2 separate regions of the Mus musculus genome follow, and region 2 is linked to region 1. A link is a contact called in public Micro-C data. All regions are on one chromosome and are shown on one strand. The core of a region is the stretch at or near the end of the contact, and the rest is flanking DNA. Distances in the headings are between cores, read along the strand shown. Region 1 overlaps Bms1 (BMS1, ribosome biogenesis factor). Region 2 overlaps Cacna2d4 (calcium channel, voltage-dependent, alpha 2/delta subunit 4).

Region 1 (6,583 bases), core at 869-3,368:
TTTCTCTGTGTGGCCCTGGCTGTCCTTGAACTTGCTCTATAGACCAGGCTGACCTTGAACTCAGGGACCCGCCTGCCTCTGCCTCCTGCCTCCTGCATCTGCCTCTGCCTCTGCCTCGGGATTAAAGGCATTGTCACTGCTATCTGACTTTTTTTTTTCCTTAACAACACAAAAAATGCAGATAATAGAAAAAGGAAAGATTTTGGGGCATCTGCGATGGTGTCCTTGTGCCCAGGGCTCTAGTCACCCAGCACCTGTTTTGTGTTTTTCTTCAAGCTTTCTTACCCCATAGTACCATTCTTTAGAGGAATCCAAGCTCACCAAAGGCCTCAGCCAGCAGACCAATCTTAACTTTCCAGTAAAGAATGTTTCTGAGCCTGTGCTCTGCTTTTCCCTGACCCAGTGAGGGTGTCTGTCGTCTCCCTTAGAAGTGCCTTGTGGAGTGCATCGCGTATCTGCGGAGCCCGGTGGAAGCAGTCATGCTTGGCTGCCTGTCCTGTGGTGCAGCCCTTGCTTCCTTGTTTCTGGGTTTTGTAGTTTTCTGAATGATGTGTTTAAGGAGCGAGGCTTGGTTTTGTGGTGTTTGAGATCAAGCTCTGGGTTTGATCTTGCTGCCCAGTGTTGAACCACTGAGAGCACAGGCTCTCAGTCTGTGAACAGGAGTTGTCAACACATGAAGAGAAGTATACGTACTTTTTATGTTCTTTCCTGCCATGTGACTGTATTTTATTTCCTAGGATGGAAGACTTGACAAATCCTGAGGCTATCCGCACAAACGTCAAGTGTGACCGAAAGGTGTCTCTTTATGGTTATTTACGAGGGGCCTACCTGAAAAATAACAGCCAGATCCACATGCCAGGTATCGTCTGCTCTAAAGCACTTGATGTTTGTCACCCTCTTGTCACACTGAGCAAGGCAGAGCCGTATTCTGGAATTTTTAAAGATAACCCAGCTATGCATCATCTGCCAAGTGCTGATTGAGTGCAGTTATCTAGCTAGCAAGGCCCACTGCTTAGTGCCTTTTCTGTGTCCTGCCTCGTGCCTTCAAACACGGGAATGTTTTTCCAGTAGTCGATACCGGTTTGTTTTCTGAATGTTTGACTTGTTGCCAAGTTGCTTCCTGGGTTCTGTCTTCCAGGCGTGGGGGATTTTGTCGCCAGTGATGTCAGTTTTCTCCCAGACCCCTGCGCTCTTCCGGAACAGCAGAAGAAGCGCTGTTTGAATGAGAAGGAGAAACTGGTTTACGCGCCTCTCTCTGGGGTTGGGGGTGTGCTGTACGACAAAGATGCTGTCTATGTCGACCTAGGTGGCAGCCATGGCTTCCAGGCAGCGGTAAGAAGTGCTCTCTTCTGAATTATTCTCCACGAATCTTTTCCTATCAAATAGCGTGTTCATATTCTTACTGAAGCTTTTTTCTTTTAATTGAAGTTTATAATAAAACAACTGATTATAAAAGTGTTTTCTTTCCATTGAACCAAGAGAAAATACAAATACTATCCTTCATACTCTTCAGATTTGAAGTGCTCAGTTGTTGGCACGACTGCCAGCACGATGCCTGTCCGCGCTCGTCTTCCTAGAAGACTGCAGTGCTTTCTAGGTCTACAGTGCTCCTTTAGTCAGTCAGTCAGTCTGTCTATCTCTTTTATAACCCTGGGTGGGGTGGTATGTACGAATGAGTGTGTTTGTCTGTGTAAGTAATTGGTGATGTTTTTATTAAAAATCAAAATTAAATCACATTCCCTCTTCCCTTTTCCTCCAACTCCTTCAATTCCCTCTTCCCTAAATATCTGGCCTCTTTTTCTTTGATTATTATTGTTGCTTATAAATATATTCTTGTGTGTAAATACACATATATAAGTATAACTGAGTCCATTTGATGGTATTTGCGTGTATTTGAGTTTCGGGCTAACCACATTGTATGGGATAATTACTTAGGGGACTCATCTCTGGGTAAGACTAACTCTTTCTCCCTCAGCAGGCATCAGTTGCTTGTAGTTCTTTGTCTGCTGATGGGACGTGAGGTTCCCCCACCACATTAGCATGTCTATTGGTGGTATCCTTGTGCAGTCTTGATTAGGCAGCCATATTGTTGAGGTTTCAGGGCTGTAGCTTCCCTGTCATTTCTAGGAAACAGTCTTATCCACAGAACTCCAGGGACTTGGGTTCTTAGAAATCTTTCTGCACCCTCTTAGATGTTCTGTGAACCTTAGGTCAGGAGTTGTAGTGTAGATATGTCTGTTAGGACTGGGCTCTCAACCAATCTGTTGATCTGTTGAACTGGCATTGTGGGCAGTTTATAGCTTTCTATAATGGTCTCTATTTGGTATAAAGAGAGGTTCCTTTGATGGGGTGTGATAGCTACCCTTGTCTGTGGGGATAAGGATATGTTTTAGAATGCACTTGATAGTCTTGCTGGTGTAGTGAAGTGGTAGTAGTAAGTCCTCTAAAATCTATGACTTATTAGCCCCTAGTTGGTTAGCTTGCCACTGCCAGGCATGGTTTCCCTCCAATTGATCAGGCCTTAAGTCCAGTTAGGCAGCTGTAGGTTATTGGCCAGATATACGTTTTGGAATTACACTTTTAGGAACATCTTGCTACATTCGTCATTGTTGTGCTTCATTGGCATCACAGCTGGGCAGGACTATTCGTTGCTTCCTTCTCTTGGCTTGCTTAGTATTTTCTGGTGCTATGAAAGCTAGGCCTTAGGAAGGAGCTTTCAGGTTGGATCCAGTTTGAATCCTCTGACTTCTGTGCCCTAAGTATGCAGTATCTTTGGCAATAGGGACCTTCAACCTCAGAGAAGCAACCAAGGGCAACAGCAATGGCCTATATTGTAGGAGTCACTTGGACTCCCCTGACCAACCACTCAGGTGGAAATGTCTCATCCTGGGTATTGGGGTTTTGTTAGATAGCCTGTGGCTCTTGTGGAGAACAGTGTCACACTAAGTGGCATACTTCACTTAAGATCTTTAATCGGGTGCGTGTGTGTGTGTGTGTGTGTGTGTGTGTGTGTGAGAGAGAGATACATGTACATGTACTTGTATGTGTTATGAACAATTTAGGTAGATATAAAATAGTGACTTCTTGAGGCTTTACTAAGCATCCTTTGTTAATTATCCTCCTTTCCTGTTGAACGTCCCTAGGTTAGAGCCACATGTGTTTTTAAGACATTTGAGATAGGGGCTGGTGAGATGGCTCAGTGGGTAAGAGCACCCGACTGCTCTTCCGAAGGTCCGGAGTTCAAATCCCAGCAACCACATGGTGGCTCACAACCATCCATAATGAGATCTGACTCCCTCTTCTGGAGTGTCTGAAGACAGCTACAGTGTACTTACATATAAATAAATAAATCTTAAAAAAAAAAAAAAGACATTTGAGATACTCTTCTTGTTTTGAAATACTTATTTGATATTTTTATATATGTGTATATTATATATCACCCCAATTACTTTCTCGTCCCTCACCCTAGTGGACGCCTTTTCAGTAAGTCCTCCTCTTTTGCTGACATGTTTTACCTAACTGTGACTTGTTCTGGCATGTGTATGTGATGGATTTTAGCAGTTCTCACACGTGCTTCCCTCCCTCATAGCCACTCTCCTTTCCTGATGAAACTCTTTCCAGCTGGCCATTTTTTATAATCACCCACTGAGTTTATTTAGGGTTATTTGCCTGAGAATAGATTTGGAGTTGTTTTTTTACAAGACCTAGATTAGAGAGGTTAAGAGCACTGCTTCCTCCACCAGAGATTGTGGGACCTTTCCAGCACCCACATGGTGGCTCACAACTGACTGTTACTCCAGTTCCAGGGAAATCGACGCCCTCTTCAGACTTCTGCAGGCCTAAAAGTATGCAAGTGGTACAGGGATGAGAATGTGCAGGCAAAACACCCTTACTCGTACAAAACAAACAAACCAAACCACAGATTCCGCCCTCAGCAGCCATTTGCTCCTCCAGGAGGAATGGGGCCTCATGAAGCTTGCCCTGTCCCTAATGAGAACATTGACAGACTCCACCTTGTGCAGAAGAGCACAGCTACTGTCAGAGTTCATGACAACAGTGGCCCTACCCTGTGCAGAGGAATGTTGCACAGCAGTTTCTGTCCTCCGGCTCTTGCATTCTTTCTACCCTGTACTCCACAGGGTTCCCTGAGTCTTGGGAGTGGTAGAGACTTTAGATTTTTCTTGGTTTTGAAATAATCTTACTGAGTTGACCTGGTGTTTTCGTAGCTAAGGGCTGTGGTTCCATTGACGCATGATTGACGCATGAACTTGAGAGACACATTGTTGGGAATCAGCTGTAGGCTTTGTCGCCAGTATTTTCTTCTCTCCTTAAAACAGTGAGAAAGGTTTTTAGAACTATAAGATTTTTTTAAATTACTTTTTGTGTCTCTGTGTCTGTTTATATGTATATATGAATGCATGTATGTGTTGTCAGGTGTCCACAAAGGCAGAGATGTCAGATCTCTATGGTGCTGGGATTACTGGTGGCTGTGAACTTCTGGTGTGGGTGCTGTGCTAGAAACTGAATTCTCAGGTCTTATGCATGAGCAGTATGCAGTTGTAACTGCTGAGCTGTCTTTACCTGTGATGAGAAATGATGAAGCCAGTATGTTTCCAGAATCCTCTTGCTTTCCTCACCTGCACAGTTTTCCTGACTTTGACAGGAAGAAACAGGCCCTACGCATGAACTGGTCCAGAGCCTCATCTCCACCCATGCCAGTATCGATGCTAAGATGGCTTCAAGTAGAGTGACACTTTTCTCTGATTCCAAACCTCTGGGGTCAGAAGACATAGATAATCAAGGGTAGGTCTACCATTTTACTAATTTTTTTACATATGTATGTATGTATGTATGTATGTATAACATTTATTTTGTGTGTCTGTCATGCACACAGATTGTCAGAGTTGGTTTTCTGTTTACCATATCAGTTCCAGGAATCAAACTCAGAAAGTCAGGCTTGGCAGCAAGTGCTTTTTACCCAATGACCCACATTACTGGCTCTTTTTCTAATTTTTAATTTTAAAAAGTTAAAAGTAAAAATTATATTACCTACCATTCGTCACAGTCTTTATTTTGATGGGATTTGACTCTAGAATTTTTGGTTTACTGTGAATATTCATCTGTTTCTTGACTTTTTTTACTTACAAAGCATTACATAATATTGTATTTTTAGTAAAAGACAAGACTTGTTTTCAACAGAAGTATTCAGAATAATGTTCAAGTACTATACAAACTTTTCCGCTGATTGCTTTTAATTTTCTAGGAGACCACTTGGATATCTTTTAGTGACTGAAATTCTAGAGTAGTATCTAGATGTTTATTCGGGTTCTGTCCAAAGGCACGTGCCTTATCTCTGAAAGTCTTTCATACATTTTTTTGTTTGTATTACCATGGTAGGTGTCAGCCTGGGCATGTGTGTATGGTAGGTGTCAGCCTGGATGTGTGCGTATGGTAGGTGTCAGCCTGGGCATGTGCTTATGTACCACGCTCCTGAGCGGGTGCTTGCTGAACACTGACTTTGTTCTAACTAATCCTCAAAACCAACCTGAAAATGATAAACTGTTTATTATAGTCTGCATTATTGCCTAGCATGGTAAAATGAAAGGTTTTACAGAGTACATTAAGGGTTACTATGCCCAGGGCTTGAGAGACAGCTCCGTGGTTAAGAGCACTTCCTACTTCTGCTGAGGACTTGGGTTCAGCGCTCACCACCCATCTGTTGCCTCACAAATGCTTGTAACTCCAGGTCCAAGGACTTGTGACACCCTCTGACCACCTTGGCCTCTTCCATGTTCATGGTATACATAAACTCAGTAAGCACACACATGCATATATATAATCTATATTTATAATCTATCATATATAATCTATAATTTAAATATTGTGAGCATTTTCTTTGTCTTTGCATTTTCTTATAGTCATTGTTTTGTTATTAGTGTTTTTCACTTAGGGACTGTTTTAATTTTATCCCATAGCTTTACCATCTCAATGATTCTGTGCCAATTAACAGAACCCAGGTCTTCTGTAAGATCAGTGAGTGTTCTGAACTGCTGAGCTATCTCCTCGGCCCGTATCATCATACTCCACAAACTCAGCAACACAAAGAAGTTGAGTCAGCCGACCCACAGAGCACTGCTCTGAACTCTGGCCAGCTGCCATTCTTTAACAAGGGCTTTCCCTCCCTCCCTGCCTGATTTTTGGATCACGGTTGACTGGATTTGGTTTTGTTTTATGTGTTACCATCTCCTTGCTGTCATTTTTCTCTCATGCCTACATTGTCCTAGATTTGACCCTCAGTGCTGAGTCTCCTGTGTCTTCCTGGCACATCCTCATTAATCTTAGTATGAGCATAGTAGTTTCTGACACAACAGGGCCAGAGTGACCTAGGCTTACACTGCCCTTTGGACCTGGAATCAATTTTGAAGATTGTACTAAACCCTTTTGAATACTTTTCCTAAAATCTAAATTGTTTTGTTTATTTCTTTTTTTTTATTTAAACAATTTTTTTTAATTAGATATTTTCTTCACTTACAATTCAAATCCTATCCCGAAAGTCCCCTATACCCTCCCCCAACCCTGCTCC
Region 2 (6,951 bases), core at 2,769-5,268, 940 kb before region 1:
CAGCTTCCTTTCCATTTCTTCCCTCCTCTTCTGGTCCCTTCCCTAGTCTTTTGTCTCTCCCTCTGCCTGTCCTCTGCACTATCTGATGGATAAAAGCACCTTCCCTTTGGTGGCAAGCACACTCTTGCCACAGCCTCTACATGGGCCTCGCCGCTCAATTCCAGCCTCCAGAACTCCTCGGATCAGCAGATCAGCCAGGGAAATGGGTGACCCTTTGGTAAACTGGAGTAATGAACTTCTGTCCTTCCTTCACTTGAGACAAGAGTAGAAGACTTGAAGAGCCTTGGAGATCCCTCTAGCAATCTCTAAGAAGCAGAGACTTGTAGCCCCAGGACTGAAACAGGAGACATCCCACAGCAGTGAGGGGCCTTCATAAGCCGGTAACTTTGTAGAATGTCCTGTAAGGTCCCCCTTCTGCGAAAGTCAGATGGGATGGAGTCACCACAGAAGCTGGGGTGGAAGCAGCCAGGCCCCCAGTGATAGCAGGAGCAGAGGGGATGAAGGCAGAGTGTCTGAAGCACCGCCACAGTCCTGGGCATTCTCCTAAAAAGCCAGAGGGGTAAGGAGCATTAGGAGAGAGGTGGCCAAGGTCTGGCATGTACAGCATGGGTGCACACAGACAAAATAAGAGCCTGCTTCCAGCCTCGCCTGGAGATGGCGAGGTTTCAGATTCTCCCCCCCCCCCCCCCCCGCGCCCCAGACAGGGTTTCTCTGTGTAGCCCTGGCTGTCCTGGAACTCACTCTGTAGACCAGGCTGGCCTTGAACTCAGAAATCCGCCTGCCTCTGCCTCCCCAGTGCTGGGATTAAAGATGTGCGCCACCACGCCTGGCTCGGCGAGGTTTCAAAGATGAGAAGAAACCTGCCTTTCTTCAATCTTCTAGGGACAGTAGAGACTACTTGCTTAAATCTTTAGGGCCTTCCTCTCATAATTGTGTGGAACAGCTGTCATCTCCAGGAGCCCCTCTAGGGAGGTAGTTTGTAAAGGCAGCCACACCCAGCAGAGACTGGGTAGTAAGGTCCCTGGCTTAGGGGTTAATAGATACCAGTCGCTATTGTCATTAGCTAAGTCATGGTAAGTAGCGCTGAGGTGTCTCAGAAGTCAGGAAGGATGTGAGGGGAAGCTTACTGGGCTCCAGGCCCTAGAAGTACAGATGCCCTTGGGTCCTTTTCCCTTTCTCTCTGTCTGCTTTCCTTTGCCCCTCCCCCTCCCCCAACTGACCTGGAACATCCTTGCTTGCCACTGCTCCTTATTCTGTGTATCACACAACATCATTGTGGATGCAGGGCTCCCCCAGCATGATAGACACATAGTCCAGAAATACTCATGTCCCAAGAAGCCACACACAGGACAAAACTAGGGGTCAAAGGCCAAGCCTCTTAGTTCATAGCCCGCACCTCTGGATGGAAGGCATGGCAGGAGCCTGGTCGTCTCCGGGGCTTCTGGGAGCGCATCCTGTCACACTTGACAGAGGCATTATGTGCGGAGCTCACTGTCAAGGTACAACTCTCCACAGTTCCAGAGATCCTGAAGGTCAAGATCTGTGAGGTCAGTGGCCCAGCAAGCAGGTACAGGCTGGGCCGCTCCCTCCCCCTCCCCCTCCTCCCTCCTCCCCCTCCCCCATCATGGTGCTGGATGCAAGGGAGGACAGTGAGAAGCTGGACTCTGCAACCCAAATCTGAGCTGCTCTATGATCTCTCAGCCACCCCCTTCCCCTTGGAGGGTGGGAAGGATATATTTGACTTCTGTGGCCTCCTGGAGGATGGGAGAGTGGGCGCTGCAGTCACAGGTGCGGTCTGTCACGAGCAGGAGCAGGTTGCTTCGGGGAATCTGTTGCATCACGAATGTCCTGCAGCAGAGAGGGCAATGGGCTCTGAGTCGCAGGAAGTGCAGCCTCCAGGAGAAGTTCTCTGGGGAGAGACCTTCTGGAGCCCTGGGAAGGACAGGCAGTCCCAGGAATATTGAGACCAATAGCTCAGTACTTTTACATGAACCGTCACAATGCCACCCCTCCATTCCCAGTAGCCTGGAGAGGGTGAAGAAGGAGCTGTCATTAACACCCACAGGGATCATTTCCAGCAAACAGGCATATTACCTCTGTTAGAGCCAGAGAATTTGCAGTTCTGGGCTTGGCCACAAGATGGCACCAATGCTCCTATATATAGCTTGGGTTGGGGGGTAGGAAAAGGTCTTTATGTGTTACATACACAGCTAGGAAGGTTATCACCAAGCATTTTGTATGGGGTGGGTGATGTTAGACACACACAAGTAAGTATATAGCACACATATAAACTCACATGTGGCCATTACACCATTATGTGAACTTGGTATAGTTCCCATTGTGCACAGGACAAAACAGGCTAGAAGCTTGTCTGCAGTTAAGACTAGAGATGGAAAGGATCAAAGGCAGAGTCAAGTCTGTCTGCTGGGAAGCCCTTCTTCTCTACTATCCCCTCAATGGTTCCTTAAAGCCCGACATAAGCACGCCAATAGTGTTAGCCCCAGGAAGGCTGCTGTATGTGTACTTAAGATGTTACACATGATGAAGAGGCGGCAACCTAGATCTGTCTAGCGCCACAATCTGAGCTTACACAATAGTTGGCCTAGCTCTTTGGTTCCCCAGACATCCTGGTGGCCCCAGTAAGCTGCAAGACTGGCCAAGGGAGGTCCCTGGAGGTACTGTCCTCCTGGGTTGGGACAGATGCCTCTAGGTTGGTTTCTTCAAAGTTTAGCGTGGGAAGTCAGTAGGTGTGGCCTTCCAAGCTGGTCTGGATGAAGCTAGGGACTTTTACCCAGGAGCTAGCCTGACTGGATTCTGCTTAGAAATTCAAGACTTGGCCTGGCGATGCCCCAGGCTCTGACAGCTCCAACCAAGGCTCCTACTCCTACCCTGTGCCTTTGCTGAGAACACCCCAGTCCTGCACATAGTTCCTGCTCTGTACGGGGCAGAACGTCCTGCCTCTTTCCCAGCCTGTCACATAAGTGTTCAAGGCCCTGACGCTACCTTGCTCTGAGCGGAGGGGAAGCAAGCCTGCAGGGGTTTCCAAGAGAGACCCCGTGGCCTTGGACTTCGACTCACTGACTTGGGAATTGGTCTCTGGATCCTTGGCCCTGTGTCTCCTAAAGCAGACAACCAAACTGTCCACACCCACTCCCCTCCCCTCTGCTCCAGTCTGGGTTTTTGCTGCACTGAAGATCAGGATACCGAGAAGGGCAACTCCTCTCTGAGATGAAAGGGACTCCTTTCCTCCTGTGGAGACTTTCCTATGGGTGCCAAGGGCAAGACGCCGTTGGCCGGATTCCGTGGCTGCCTGGAGACTTACTTCTGGCAGCCCCCACACTCGATGATGCCATTGGCTTCCTGGATGGCCGTCTGATGCACGAACACTGGGTACTCTGTGTCACAGGGGTGCAGCAGGTCCTGCTTCTTGTGCTTGTGGGCTGTGGGTGACAGAGGAATGTGTGTGAGGAGGGTTACCACACATCACAGAAGGCCTTAGGGAACCCATCTACAAGGGTTGGGGATACAGCGGACCAGCACTCGGCAAAGGGTACAGCAGAGCGTGGAGGCCCTGCCACGCTGCTGTAGAGAGTAGAGGCCTTGCCCTGGCTCTGCTATGCTGCTGTGGAGTGTGGAGGCCCTGCTGCGCTGTTGTGGAGTGGGGAAGCCCTGCTACACTGCCATGTTGCCCTTCCCAGGGCCCTTGAGATTTATCCCCGGGCACTCGTGGGCACCTCGCAGCACTGAGGTCCTGATGCATCAACACACTTTACCCTTTACAGCCCAGCAGGGAAGGAGGAGAGGGAAGGAAGGCAGCAGGAACCATATTAAACACCCAGAAATGGGGTGCAATCAGGACGCTGCTTTTGCAAGGTCACACAAGGAGTGAGGAGGAGAGTCACAGGTCTCCATGCCTGGACCCGGACGCTTCCCTCACAGACAATGAGGCTAAGAGGAGAGGCAGGCTTCAGGCTAAACAGTTCCTGTGGGCTGGGAGAGCAGACGGGGTTCAGCCAACTTCACTTCCTGTTCATGCTACTGGGCACCTGGCGTCAGAGGCTGGAAGCCTCAAACAGGGCTCTCCTACTAGGCTTAAGGTTGGGCTATTTTCCTGTCATTGGAGAGGGCATTCCGTTGCTGAAACCTATCAGAGTCACCAGTGGCAGGACCAGGTGGCTTCCTTGAGGTGTCCTGGCAGAAGGGACTTACGGAGCATGCAGGCGGGAGGAGCATGACTGACTGCATCCTGAGGCTAACGTGAGTGAGCAGACTGTAACACACAGCTTCTGTCACGATTCCAGCAAGGCCCCGTGAGAACTGCTGGAGGTGACTTCCCACCACAGCCAGGAATCATGAAGGAGACCAGATCCAGGAAGTGTGAGCCCAAGGACCTGCCTTGGTCAGTAGCAACCAGAGGGGTGGAAGGGAAACGAAGCGGGTTGGGGGGGGGGCATCGTTTGTATAAGAAAGCCAAATGAGGCAGTGGGAGCCTTCTTGGTACCAGATATCCAGAACCCTGAGACTGTTGAGCAGGGTGGGCTGAAGGCAGGCATCTTTATGGCTTAGGAGCCCCACATCTCCAGGACCCAGGTGCCATGTGTGTCTCTTGGTTTGTAAAGAACAGATGTCCTTTCCCAGGCTGACAGCAAGCATCAACAGCAGCTGGGACAAAGTTTCCCTTTGCTTTGTGTTAAGGCCACCTCAGCCTGTCATTGTCTTTGAGGTGCTTTGGCCTTAGGCACAATTTCTTTCGTTCAAGTGTTGAGCCTTGTCGAGGCTGGCAGATACCTGGGCACAGGTGACAATGCTTTTGTCTCTGGGGTGACCTAGTAGCATCTCCGCTACATAACTGGAGCCTCTTGAGAGGAGATGGCTGTTTCCTAAGGCAGGGCTGTACTTAGACGGCTGGAACTCTGTCTTTCCTTTCTTCCCAGAAAGGAAAGGGCTTTAAAGTGGATTAAGGGTTTGGGGACCCTCCCAATCAAGGAGTGTCCTAGGATAAAGGACCAGATAAAGAACTCAGCTTGTCTGTGCTCACTCCCTGGGTTCAGGCTTAAAGGCGAGCCTGTGTGGCTCCCTGGTATACCCGGATACGGTAGGATCTTTCAGTCAGAATTACTTACAGTGATGGAAGACAGATTTGGCTGCTCAGGGCATGAGCCCACCACAGGGTTGGACATGGCACAGGAAAGGCACAGGACCACATGAGGGCAAGATGATGTCATAGGGTGGCAATGATGTCATAGGGCGGTGATGATGTCATGAAGCAGTGATGATGTCACACGGAGCGAAGGTGTTCAGAGGTGATGTGACGTCACACACAGAGGTAAGGGAGCCCGGAGTGAGGGGGAGGAGATGAATGAGATGAGATTATGAACATGAACATTTCGACACCCACCCTGCTGTCACTGACCCCAGACAAAAGCCTTCCAAGGAGCTTACCAAAGTGCTGCCCACAGCTGCCTCCTCGCACTTACCCTCTGACCCTTTGTCCTGCCAAGATCCCCAGGCACTCCACTCTAACAGGAATCTGCAGGATACAGAACACCGTCTTGGGGGCTGGCTTGTGTGGGTCTTGAGATGCCATTGCATCTAGCTGCCACCTGCAGGGACCTGTCTTTCCGCATGAGGGCATGAGTGACAGAGGAGATCGGGTGGTGTGGCATGCCTCCCTCTTCCCTTGGCCAGGGAGCCAGGCTATCTTCTAGGTCACTGGCTGCCATTTTAAGGATATCCTCATGCTCTGGTCTCCATATGCAAGGGAGTCCCCTCCTACCTGTCACCCCTAATCATGACCCAGTCCTCCCACAAAGGGAGTTCTCTTCACTTTGGACCCCACCCCCCCCAACCCACGATTCATGCCCCATCTACAATGAGCCCTCTCCTTTGATCCCAGTCTCATGATCCAGCTCATGGTTCAGGAACTTCTTCCTTCTCCTGACCCCCCCACCCCCACCCCGGTATGGGCGGTTCTTCACTTAACCCCTACTCACAGGAGACATTCATGCAGTAGCCACCTGGCCACCATCAAGAAGGCAGAGAGAGGCTGGAGAGAGCAGAACTACTTCAGGGAAACAGCAGGTGATGTCACCAGAGCCACCCTCCAGATCCCACCTGCCTGTCCCCGCAGAGGGAGCTCCAAAGCAGAGTGCTCCTTCTGCATGACAGCCACCCTGCACAAGAGCCTTGTGTAGGTCAGACACCCCACAGTGGGCTTTGACAAGCCCTTCAGGTGTCTGGTCATTTCCCATCTCTGGAGGGTCAGAGATGAGGACCCCTGAAGATCTCAACATCAGGCTGGGAGGGAAGGATGTATTCTTAGTGTCTGGACACCACTGTCTTCTCAGTACCATCCCCTCGAGGACAGGACAGCCCCACAGCCCCGGGGGACGGGATGAGCAGCATCAGGCCAGAGTCCCAAGGAGCCTGAGCCAGAGGTCTGAGGCTGGATGAGAATGGGACCAAGTGATGTCCTCAAGGACACAGTAGAGGATGTGCCCTGGTAGAGGGAAGGCCTGGGGTGACACTCACACTGAACAGGGATTCGGCCGCACTGTGGTGATGATCTGGGGGCTTGCACATGGCCTGGTAGTCATACATGGTCACACTGAAATGCAGAAACAAACTGTGCCTGAGACAGAACCACTCCATGCCCTGTCCTGGAGGCCTTGCTAGCAGGACGTATGCTGACTGGGGTCTATGAGGGCACCCAAGTTAGAGCAGTGAACCGGGAACCCGCTCCCGCCAAGAGGGCATGCCCATGTTTGCATGATTTCAGGCCCTGTGATCAGCGTGCTTGCTGTCTTAGCCTGTGGTTTTTCTTAGAACGCCGAGCTGAGGCCGGAGAGTCTGAGGGATGCCCGCACATCCTCACACCCATTCCTAGATTGCCTTCAGTCTCTGTCTCCAATCTGCGGGCTTCTGAGGTCAGGCTGGGGGCTCTCAGGACCA

What was found. A called contact is a pair of places that touch in the nucleus more often than the background predicts.
Region 2: a contact with region 1 is called in a Micro-C map of the G1E-ER4 cell line, with 3 times the contacts expected there. The contact joins two enhancer-like sites. A contact is called at or near these places in 2 of 39 promoter capture datasets (cranial neural crest and pre-B cells), 2 of 484 Hi-C or Micro-C datasets (the G1E-ER4 cell line and cortical neurons), 1 of 115 datasets of contacts at active chromatin or transcription factors (large pre-B cells) and 1 of 9 other capture datasets (embryonic stem cells).

The regions. Positions count from the first base shown.
Region 1 is chr6:118,406,231-118,412,813 of GRCm38.p6, reverse strand. Bms1 (BMS1, ribosome biogenesis factor) reads left to right here. Exons shown (of 23, transcript NM_194339.1): 7 at 738-859; 8 at 1,139-1,332; 9 at 4,664-4,803. Among named protein-coding and RNA genes, the nearest start is that of Bms1, 9.9 kb to the left of the region's middle. Within about 2 kb of position 2,118, at least 5 of the 459 cell types and tissues checked have an H3K27ac peak or open chromatin away from gene starts, as enhancers often do. A contact at or near this core is called in the G1E-ER4 cell line, where this site is marked.
Region 2 is chr6:119,343,623-119,350,573 of GRCm38.p6, reverse strand. It overlaps Cacna2d4 (calcium channel, voltage-dependent, alpha 2/delta subunit 4), which reads right to left. Exons shown (of 38, transcript NM_001033382.3): 31 at 6,532-6,607; 32 at 5,994-6,046; 33 at 5,478-5,530; 34 at 5,124-5,144; 35 at 3,323-3,440; 36 at 1,736-1,848; 37 at 1,397-1,479; 38 at 1-543. The coding sequence ends at 439. Among named protein-coding and RNA genes, the nearest start is that of Lrtm2, 16 kb to the right of the region's middle. Within about 2 kb of position 4,018, at least 51 of the 459 cell types and tissues checked have an H3K27ac peak or open chromatin away from gene starts, as enhancers often do. A contact at or near this core is called in the G1E-ER4 cell line, where this site is marked.